Regions from separate parts of the Rattus norvegicus genome. Here region 2 is linked to region 1. A link is a contact called in public Hi-C data. All regions are on one chromosome and are shown on one strand. The core of a region is the stretch at or near the end of the contact, and the rest is flanking DNA. Distances in the headings are between cores, read along the strand shown. Region 1 has its middle 160 kb from the start of Klf6. Region 2 has its middle 540 kb from the start of Klf6.

Region 1 (5,514 bases), core at 2,589-5,088:
TCTCAAAGATTCCCTCATTGTGCAGATGAGGAAATTGGAATTCCCAGCAGTGAGTGCTGGGCACTGCACACTTTCCGTAACGACAGCTGTTCTGGTATCTGGGCATTCTCACAACATTTGTCTGCTGGGTTGCCACCTTGCTAATGCCCAGTTCTATTTCGTCTTTATTACAGAACTGCTGGGAAAGTATCCTATAATCTGTCCCTATATTATGTAAACCCCAAGCATTCAAACAGGAAGACTGTCTATCAGTCTGGGCAGAATAAGCAGTGCCATGCCTCTCACAGCTCTCTTGGTCCCTTCACTGTTAGCACTCAAGGGCAAGGCAGTTATTTCCATGACTCTGTGCAAGGAAGGGCAGTTGAGCTTCCAAATATCAGACCCTTTCTGTTTCATTTTCCTTACACTGTGCCATATTTAACAACAAAGTAGACTGCTCCCACATTCTCACACAGGACGCCTGGAGTCCATTCTGCCGATTATGAGTAAGGCTCCAATTTGAACAAGAAGGGTCACCGCACTGGACAGCAGGCATCTTTCAATGAATGTGATGGCTGAATAGTTGAAATTGAAAGGCAAAAGCTGATCCTGTTTTTTCCAGTGTGAAAATCCCCAGGTGGCAAAGAATAAAATGGCCAGGATTTTTTTTCTATGGAGATTAACTGAAGCCTAGAGACATGACCCTATGGTAAGAACTGTGAGTCCAGATGAAGCTGCGAGGAGGAGAAGCCTTAATCTTGGTGGTTGGTGGAGCCTAAAGTAGAGGCAATAGCTTGCTCACGGTATGTGAGGAGAGGCAGCCCACGAAGCCCTGATCAGCCGCTGGAAAGAGCAGAAGAGTGAGCCCGTGCCTCTTGACATATAAGGCTGGAGGCAACATCGAGTTGCACACTATCTGGTATCTGGGACCCAGGACCAGGAACTAGAACCCAAGAACAGCACCCCAAAACAGGGACAGAAACAGGACACTGGGTCAAAAGTATGACCAGAACACAAGGCCAGCATCTGCACCAAGACACAAACCAGAAGCAAGAATGGGACACAAGACAAGGAGCTGAACCAGAATACAGCTCCAAGGATAGGACCAGAACACATGGCCAGGGTCTAGACTAAGATATAGGGCCAGCACCAGCTAGGCCAAGACGAGAGGCCAGGAACAGGAGCTGATGCACGGCCAGGCACAGAACCAGGGTTGAGAACCAGCCAGGTCACTGGACTAGGACACAGGACCAGGCCTCCAAAACAGGCTTTGAATACAGGACCAGGTTATTGTAAACAGGACCAGAGCCACCAACTCAGGAGCTATGAACCAGGTCTCAGGACTTAAAACCCAGGAAGGATTTAGAGATGAAGACTTTACAAAGAGAAGTCGATGTCCCTGCTCAATCCTGGAGGCTGATTAGAAGCCTGGGCCTCACTCCAAGGGAAAAACTACTTATACAGAATCATAAACAAGGTTCCGAGGCAATGAAGCAATCAGTGAGTAGAGTACTTCCCTCAAGCATGAAGACCGGAATTAGATATCCAGAATTCACATAAAAACTCAAGCACAGTGGCTGCTGCACTAGGAACGTCTGCTTCCAGGTCCAGTGAAAGATCTGTCTCCAAAGAGTAAGGGGAACATGATGAGGGAACACAGCCTTCTACACACCTAATCTCCACATGCTTACATGGGCAAATGTACTGGCACAAATGTGTGCAAACATCCAAACACACACGCACACACACACACACACACACACACACACACGCACACACACACCTATATATATATATATATATATATACATATATATATACACACATACACATGGCACTCTCACCCATAAACACATGTACACACAGACACACATACCACACACACATACACACATATATACACATACACACCACACACTACACACACACACACATGTGTACACACACACACACACACACACACACACATATATATATATATATATACACACACATACACATGGCACTCTCACCCATAAACACATGTACACACAGACACACATACACACATATATACACATACACACCACACACTACACACACACACATGTGTACACACACACACACACACACACACACACACACACACACAGAGAATAAATAGAATCCTAACAAGGAAAATGGTGCCTCACCTTATAGCAACTGAATATGTCATCATTTTGGTTGAAATTCCTGGGAGGGGTGCCCTCTTCTAAAGGGAAATGGAGAAGTAGATCTGAAAGAGGGGAAGGAAAGGAAGATTGGAAGGAGAGGAGGGAGGGGAAACTTGAATCAGGATGAAATATATGAGAGAATAGTAATGATAATAGCTAATAATAATAATAATAAAGAAATATTCTCCTTTGGGATTTATAAACAACATGCAGCAGAGCACAGCATACTCAAAGAAAATGTAGGCATGGATGGGTATCTTTGAATTTATTTTAAGAGAGCCTATTGATTCTTTCATAAGCTCTCTGGCCAGTACTTATACCCAGACCATGGGATCTGAAATGTGAAGGCTCTTCTCTCCTCTCCTCCTTAGAGTTTCCATTCAGAAACAAAAACAAACAAACAAACAACAAACCACTGGGCCACACAAAAGCTGGTCCTTTAAATTTAGCACTGGGCTTCTCTGAAGCAGTGCAAAGGAAACCAATAAGATGCCTAAGTGGGGTTAATGGGATGTTAGCAGTCAAACCCATCATTTGTGTTTCCTCCATGTTACAGAGGGTGGAGAGAGCACTTCATAGTTGGCTGATTTTCCCCTTCTGTTCCTGTTAGAATTTTGTTCGTAGAGTAAACTTACTCCCATCCCCTGGTGCCCCAGCTCAGGTTGTCTTGGCCTTTTCCTTACGGGTCATGTTTACCAAAGGTTTACAACTTGGCTGCAAACACCAGTTGGCACCAAACCTGGGAAGTTGGGCAGGAGGAGTTTGGCATAAACATTGCCCGGAAGCACTTTTTTCTTTCTGAATCTGAGAAAAACAGGCTAGGGTCATTTTCCAGCTATTTATGTTATTCATGCATAAATAAGACCGAGGCCTGACAGCATCAAACAGTTGCTGGCTTTTGCATGCCTCAAAAATAGATTTGATCCAAGAAAAGTAACATTTGGTAAACAAATACGCAGTGACAGGCTGTTAAAAAAAATGAAGGGGGGGGGGAAGGTGGCATGGGATGGATTAAATAGAAAGGCAAGAGAGAATGTTTCAAGAATCATTTTTTATATCAGAGAGCAGAGCCAAGAAAGTTATTGTTAAATGACTACAAACATTTAGAAATTTCTACAGACTCAAGATTATAAATAAGCAAAATGCAAGCTTTCCAGTAGATTTTTATTAAGATCTAGAAGGCACCTCAATCAAGCACTCAAAGAAAAGAATATAGAATGATCTCGGGAGGATAGGAACAAATGATGTGTTCTGAAAACAATGGTGTTTAAAGCATTTTAAAACTCGAGGAGAGAAGGAGGGGGAGCGAGTCATGAATTAACACATGTTGATGTTATAGGTCTTTTAAAATAGTTGTCAGTGTTCAAAGCCTCCCCTTGTCTCCCCTCTTATTAAATTGTTTAGAAACGCAGTTTGTAAACTGTAAACATCGGCAGCCTGTGGCTGTATTCTAAAGAGAGAAAGTGATGGTGTCAACTGTTCCCTAAAGAACGTCTTTCTGGCAAACTTAAAAGTCAGCCTTGACGTCAAGTGACTCTGGACAAGAGTCCGCATTGAGTTCTACGGAAGAGTGGGCAGAAAGGACTTTCACTCTGGAAACCCTACCAGGGAGGAAGCACTGAGAGACCAGTTTAGGGAAAAATTAAAAGCAAGCCAACTCAAACAGAAAGTAAAAATAAGTCAGTGGGGAAAGAATGTCAACTGCAGAAGAATGTAGCTTGTCTGCCACAGCTCGCGTTCTGGAACACGTGCTCTTCAGGCAAGAAAGGGTTTTCCTAAGCTTGTTTTGTTTGCTCTTTTCAAAGGAGGTTTGAGCTATTGTTAACTGCTCAAGTCAGGGGCAGTTACATCTGGTGGCCAAAAATGTATGCTACCTTCTACATTTTTTTTTCTTTTTTTTCAGAGCTGGGGACCGAACCCAGGGCCTTGTGCTTGCTAGGCAAGCGCTCTACCACTGAGCTAAATCCCCAAACCCTCCCTTCTACATCTTAGCCACACCAGGCAGAGAAATAGAATTGTGCCAGTCGATGAGAAAATTAACCTGATTGAAAGACCGTAGACATAATCCAAGGCATCTAATCAGTATACTCCAATGCCGATTCGAGCTTTTCAGGGACTCGTTTCAAATGTTTGGCTCCCTGGAACTACCTAGGTCAACTTCATCTACAACTGGGTCTAGAATATGATACATGTTCCTGGTGTGCGCTACTTCAGACAGAGTCTATAAATCAGTCTATTTACCCTACTATCAAAACTGTTGCCATGACGATGTTGTGGCTCTGAGGATAGCAAATCACATGGTCTGCAGATAAATGTTTACATCACAGAGCCACAGAGTGCCTTTGCCGACACTGAAAAGCACAAATATACACACAGGATAATCCCTTGGAGACTGTTACTGTCTGTGAAGAAAAAGCCCTAGAGAATGTGGTCTGGACACCAGAGACCAGAGAAGAAACATGCTCATCAGATAACAGGCTTCTTGGAAAGTGGCCTAGGCAGCCTTCAGTATTCTCAGAACTGGCAATTAGTTCTTATTATATTTGAAAGACATATATTTTACCTCAACTGACTAATCATGTGGCTTCTTCAAGAACCTGAATAGATTTTTTTTTTTTTTGATTCTCAATTCCTAGCACTCTGCCTGATATTTTCCAGAGCTTCAGCAGGCATCTGTCAAAGGAATAGTCAACATGAGAAGCTAGGATATAACATCCTTAGTCACACACTGATGCTATGAAATTGCAAGTGTCTGCACACTAAGAGAGGGGTCCTTGATTTGGCTTTGTTTAAGGTTTTTGTTGGTTTTGTGTGATTTGTTTTTATTATTTTAAAGGGGTCTTACATGGCCCTTTGAACTTGATAGTCTAGGATCACCTTGAATGTCTGATTCTTCCAACTACTAGAATCAGGTCTGTGCCACAATGCTTGGCTTTCTAGAGTCCTAGGGTTTGAACTCAGGACTGTATGCATGCTAGGCAAGTACTCTACCAACCAAGCTATGTTCTTTGCCTCTTGGCTTTTAATTTTGGCAGACTTTGGAGAAGTGGTTAGAGACTAAAAGGAAACTTACACCAATCATAAATAAATACGTTGTTTTAAAATGCTCTTTTGTTATATCATTTTCATACAAATCAATATGAACATATAAATATGAATGCACTGATTGATGATGAGTAAAAACTGATAAATGATAGATCAATTTATCAATATATGTTGATAGATGTGAGGATAGATCTATTGATTAATCAGTAGATAATAGTTGACAGATGATTGGTACATAATAAAATGATTGGTAAATAGATGAGAAACAATGATGATAAATAGATATATAATAAAAGAT
Region 2 (5,931 bases), core at 1,699-4,198, 380 kb before region 1:
AAAAAATAGGGATAAAAATGGCGGCATATCTTTAGGGTATTGTTGGAACAAGTTGGTAAAGTTGGAGCAAGTCAACCTGGACATAGGGATAGGGATTCCTGAGTCAGTGTTTTAGCTTTGGGGATGGGGATGGCTCTAATTGGTTGTTTGGTTGATTGAACTGAGTCATAGACCCAGAGGCAACTTACCCAAACAGAAGTAGAAACATATACTAGTCCTGTTGTATAGAGAAAGACACTCAGAAGCAAAAGTGGATTTATAATAACAGAACAACTCATGGAGCTGGACAAGTCCTTACTCAATATTTCATACTTGATCATGAACCCTAATGATACAGTCCATCTTAACTAAGTGTAATTTTCCCATCAAAATGCTTTTAACATTTTTAAAATTTACATATTTATTTTTATGTAATATTTTAATTTACCCTTTGAGAATTTTATGCAAGTGGAATCATTTCTTCTGATACTTCTCCTGTTGGAGGCCTGGATCCACACATACATCCTCACAATTTCATTTTCTTGTTATGATTTTTCAATATATAAATAATCAACCCACTGAATTTGCTTTCTACCTGCACATGAATGTAAGGGCATGCACAGAAATATGGTCAATGTATCACAAATCACAGCTCTAAAGAAAGCTGCCTTTTCTTCCCCTGGCAGCCCTTTGGGTCTTTATACTTTTTAATTTCATTTTTTTAACATTTCTAAAAAATTTTTACATGCACTTTAAAATCCAGAATACAAACAAGATTGACACTTTCAAATTTTCTTAGCTAAGACAAATGAAGCTCATTTCTGTTTGTGAATTTTTCTATTGTTAAAAATAACAAATATATGTGTTTAGCCATCTTTTCAGATGGATGAGCCTTCCAAATGATAGGAGATCGATGGTAAATGTATTCATCTCTAAGCAATGCATTTAACAGCATCTGAGGATAAATATTAATGAAAAATAGTTCACTTTGCAAGCTTGACATGAGAAGTCATTAGGGATATATCTATGATAAAAATACACCACAGCCTCACTGCAGAGAAAGGGAGATGTGTGGGAAATGACTTCTGCAAAAGGGCAAAGTTCCCTGAAAAAAAAAAGAAGATAGTTCAATTTCCTCTCTCCACGCTGTCTTTTTAAAATAACATGACATACCACACATTTTGACACAACTCCACATGACTCAGGGGCCTTTCTTTAAATAAGACCAGAACACATTCGTGGAGCCTGAGTCACCTCTAACCCTTCGAACTTGGTGAAGATTACTAATCAGGACAAGCCTTCATTCCTAAGTCAGTATGGGAAAGTTCTGATTCAGGCAGTTAACCTAACATTCTGTTCTGCACTAAACAAGCTATGGGTTTTCCTTCTTCTCTTTTTTGTCTCACATTAAAAGAAAAAGAATACTCTAAAAAATGTATTTTTCTACAGTAAACAAAATCTCACCTTTTCAAACTAAGCAATGTTTATGAAGATGACTTAGAAAGGTAAAAGAAAATAACTCATTAACATAGAAAATCTATCCATGATGGGCTCCCCTTTAGGGATGTCAAGACTGAGGAAAACCATTTCCTCTGAGAAAATTAAACCAGTAGAATATTTGCTCTTCTGAGATCAGGGAGATCCTCTGGATAAAAGCCAAAGTTTAAGATTGTTCTTAGGATGGAAAGCGAAAGTCAAGAATTGAGACTATGACTCTCTGTCACACTCAGCCCTCATCCACATTGTGATGTTTTCTGGTCTCACAATCCTATCCCTAACATTAAAAGCCTGTTTCCTGTTTTAAACAAATAACTATGACGCAGGGGGTTGGGGGGAGGTGTTAATGAAATCATTGAACTTTCAGGAGGCCAGATAGGATATTTCCTTTTCTTGCCGAGCTGTCTGTAGTCTCAGTTTCCCTTATTTAAATGATAAAGACACTGTCTGTTCTCACATGTGAACAAAAATATCTGATGCATACATTGTTTGGCTTTTGTGTACATCACAGAATAAATAACAGCAAATAGAGAGCTGTGATGCCTGACTGGACTCTGAAGGCCCTCGAATTTCACTCACTGGGTATTTCCCTAGTGATGGGGATCAGTTGACAAAGAATTGTGATCACTTCCTATGAATGATGCCTTTCCCTCAATTGTATACACACCACCATTGGTAGTATTATATGTCAATCATCTTGTATCTACCTCAAGTATTCAAATCAGTCTGAACAGTGAAGGCTGGGTGGCTGCGACTGCTCTCCAACTCTGTCGTCTCATTTCCCCAATCATCACCAAAGGACCAAGAGAGAGGAAGGTTTGGGAGGAGACAGGAAGACAGAGAGACAGAGAGACAAAGGGGGGTAGGATTCAAGCTTTTAACTTCAGACATGATTTCTTTTTTCCTCACAAACACCCAATTCTTACTACCATTTAATATAGCAAAAAAAAATTTTTTTCAAAAAATAGTCATGTTTCAGGTGAGCCAAAGTTCTTCATAGGTCTGGAAGAACACATCCTGGTGGGAAATGACTGTATATTGTGTTCTTTTGAAAGGCTTGTTGACAAAAACAGATGGTGCAGGTGTCTGCTTGCAGTCACAGTTGTAGTGACCTTCCTGTAGTTAAAACAAACAGGCAAACACAGTATCTCATCTCCTGGCTCCCATTAAAAGTCTAACTTTTTGCCGTGGAAACAAACTGTTTTACAATTTTAATAGAAAAGAAGGAATCACAAGCATATAAAAGAAGGAAAGACACACACACACACACAGAGACAGAGAGAGACAGAGACAGAGAGACAGAGAGACAGCGAGTCAGAGAGAGACAGAGGCTCAACAGCTATCAGATAAATAAACAGCACAAAGACTCCTGTGGTTGTCGAGCTCAGATGCTGAAGAAAAGACTTCAGCAACACATGTCTGGCTGCTGAGACAGAGGGACTGGAACAAATCCAGGGAGACCACATCTGGGAGTGCCAGTGTGTGAATGCAGCTTAGCTGGCCTCCCACACAACAGGAATTCCACCAGAAGTATGTGCTCTGGGTGGAAGAGAGCAAAAATGTGTTCAGAATATCACTAAGGAAACCCAGATGCATTATCTCTGCCAGAGTTCAGAAGACAGTGGAGGCCATAAATGCCTCCCGGACTAAAGCAGACAGTATACTTTAATGACACGGGTGAAGCTGGGAATAGGAAAGAAGGAACTAGAAATACCTCAGTGTACTAAGAAGAATGAGAGGCTTTAAAGCATCAGGACATGTTTCCGGCGCTTTCAAGAAAATAATAATGTCTGTGGCATTTTGCAGGCAAAGAATGATCAAATTAAAGACATTTTTGTCCTCGTGCTCCAGGTTGTGGCTATCGTAAGTTCACCTTTAAAATATCAAGGCAGTTGTTCCTCCTGTTTTTGCTTCTCTATAACAGGTTGTTTTCATAACCAACAGAAAATTTTCAGAATACATTTTGGTCCAAAAAATATATCTGATCTTACCATTATGAAAGTCTGTTTTTGGCCTCCAAATGTACCTTGTAAGAAGACACATGTTTAGACTATCATGTGTGTGTGTGTGTTTGCAGAGCTTTGATTTTTAAAATGTGACTCAGTAACTTAGATCTGCTTCCAGCAAAATGACTGTGGTAGTTTGAATATGCTTGGCCCGAGGCAGGGGGCACTATTGGGAGGTGTGGCCTTGTGGGAGGAGGTACGTCACTTTGGGCATGGACTTTATAACCCTTCTCCTGACTATGTGGGAGTCAGTCGTCTCCTACTGGCCTGTAGATAAAGATGTAGAACTCTCAATTCCTCCTACACCGTGCCTGCCTAGACACTGCCATGCTCCTGTCTTGATGATAATGGACTAAACCTCCAAACCTGTAAACCAGCCCCAATTAAATATTGTCCTTGTAAGACTTGCCTTGGTCATGGTGCCTGTTTACAGTAGTAAAACTCTAAGACAATGACTTACATAATTGTACAGAGTTCTTCAGGAATTGGGTATGTATATGTGCATGCATGTGTGTGTGTGTGTGTGTGTGTGTGTGTGTGTGTGTGTGTGTGTGTGTGTGCGCGCACGCGTGCGCGCACATTTGGGCGGTGCACTCACATGCACCCTTTGCTTACTTTCCTTTCTCATTAGACGCTGCCCTTTTTGAAATAGAGTTTCTTACTGAAACTGGAGTTTATCCTCTGGTCTAGGCTAGCTTGACCAGTGAACTCTCTAAGGAGTGGAGTTACAGACTTGTATCTTTGCATTGGTGGTGGGGATGGGCCTAACATGCACATATCAAGCACAACTAATTGCCCATTCACCAACCTGTGTGAAAGTTTTACCATGACTAAATGAGTATGTTAAAATGATAATGGACCATCCTCTCCTTTCTTGAATCTTGTGGCAAAATTTATGATTCTGTAATGATTTGTAAGCAAGACATCCAACAATTTTATAGGAAGCTGAAGATTGAATTAATAAATCTGGTGTGTGTGTGTGTGTGTGGTATGATATGACTGAGTGGCTTCATGGACCAGTATATTAACATGAAGTAGCCAGAGCATGAAGTCTGACATCTTACCAAATAGCTCTTTTTCTTACGATGTGAGGCATAATCTCTTCATAAACGTCAAGCTCACTATTTTCACTGGGCTGTTGGAGAAGAGAGTTTTTGGTATCTATGTCTCTCCACTCCTCAGTGCTGGTGTTACAGGCACAACCATGGCTTTCATAAGGATTCTGAGGACTTGGACACTGGTGATCATGCCAAGCAAATTCTCTTACCTTTTGACTGACCTCCTCAGTCCAAATGTTAATAATTTTAAGGACAGTGACAAAAACATCATAGACAATAATAATCACAAAGTATGGATTCTAAGATACTAGTTTAAGAACAAATAAACACAGTTTTTTAAAGAATACCTTTCTAAATTCTTATGTGAAAATGATGTATTATCATTAAGTCACTTATTCTTTAGCTACTAAGAAACTCTACTATAATATCTTCAATACTAAAGGAAAAAAATCCCCATGTTATTTCGTGGTAGGAGCTACTGAAAATAATATGAAACATTAATTGTAATCTGAATCTTACCAAGCTATAAGATACATTTTGTTGAAGCATGGAAAATTTTTGTTTATAGTCATAGTCTATGTTGGAATGCAAAAGGTAATATAATAGTCACAAGTTATAAGGAGTGGTGTGTGCAAAATATTCCTAGACAAATGACAAAGCTGGTCTGACTTGGCTAAAATCTGATCATTAAGGCCATCACATTTTAATAGGTCTTCACGGGACTCAGTAATCATTGTCTAAATGCATTTCAAAGGAATTTCAAATAATGAGCTACAAATTAAAGACCATTTAGACTGAAACATTTTATTATCTGTACATGTGTCCTTATACACCATATAATTACACAAAGGGAAAGATTATCTATTTGTCTCAAACCAATTTATCTAGAATATTATAAACTGTCCATAGTTTGAGGTCTCCTATAAAAATTAATTTTATATTCTTATAATATTCATATCATAATATATAAAATGCTGTGGATTAAAGGCAAACTTTTTATGAAAATATGTGACTATTAAGGACTCTGTGAATATCCTTTTCTCAATTAAGACATGGGGACTCTAGGCACATTATACATAACGAAGCGTTTTAATCATAAATTGATTCTATTAATCTATCTATTAATCTATTAAAATATCTCTCAAGAAAACCTACTATTTCAGATAATTCAGAGAATCAAATAAGCTGTACTTTTTCAATTCTCCTATTAGAATTCAGCCAATTTTTGAATCTGTAGTTGAATTTTTATATTTGGGATAATGTAATATTTTTATGAGTATCTAATCTTATTATCGGTAACATAATTTACAAGAGCTAATTTGGCAATCATGATGTAAAACTGCCTGTGAGAACAACACTAAACAATATGAAAGTATGAGACTTAATTTACA

The links. Hi-C and Micro-C count contacts between places; a contact is called where the count stands out from the background.
Region 2: a Hi-C map of the Rat2 cell line shows a contact between it and region 1, with 7 times the contacts expected there. The contact joins two enhancer-like sites. A contact is called at or near these places in 2 of 12 Hi-C or Micro-C datasets (the Rat2 cell line and Schwann cells).

Annotation. Positions count from the first base shown.
Region 1 is chr17:69,612,510-69,618,023 of GRCr8, reverse strand. No RefSeq gene overlaps it. Among named protein-coding and RNA genes, the nearest start is that of Klf6, 160 kb to the right of the region's middle. Within about 2 kb of position 3,838, at least 29 of the 93 cell types and tissues checked have an H3K27ac peak or open chromatin away from gene starts, as enhancers often do. A contact at or near this core is called in Schwann cells, where this site is marked.
Region 2 is chr17:69,993,583-69,999,513 of GRCr8, reverse strand. No RefSeq gene overlaps it. Among named protein-coding and RNA genes, the nearest start is that of Klf6, 540 kb to the right of the region's middle. Within about 2 kb of position 2,948, at least 16 of the 93 cell types and tissues checked have an H3K27ac peak or open chromatin away from gene starts, as enhancers often do. A contact at or near this core is called in Schwann cells, where this site is marked.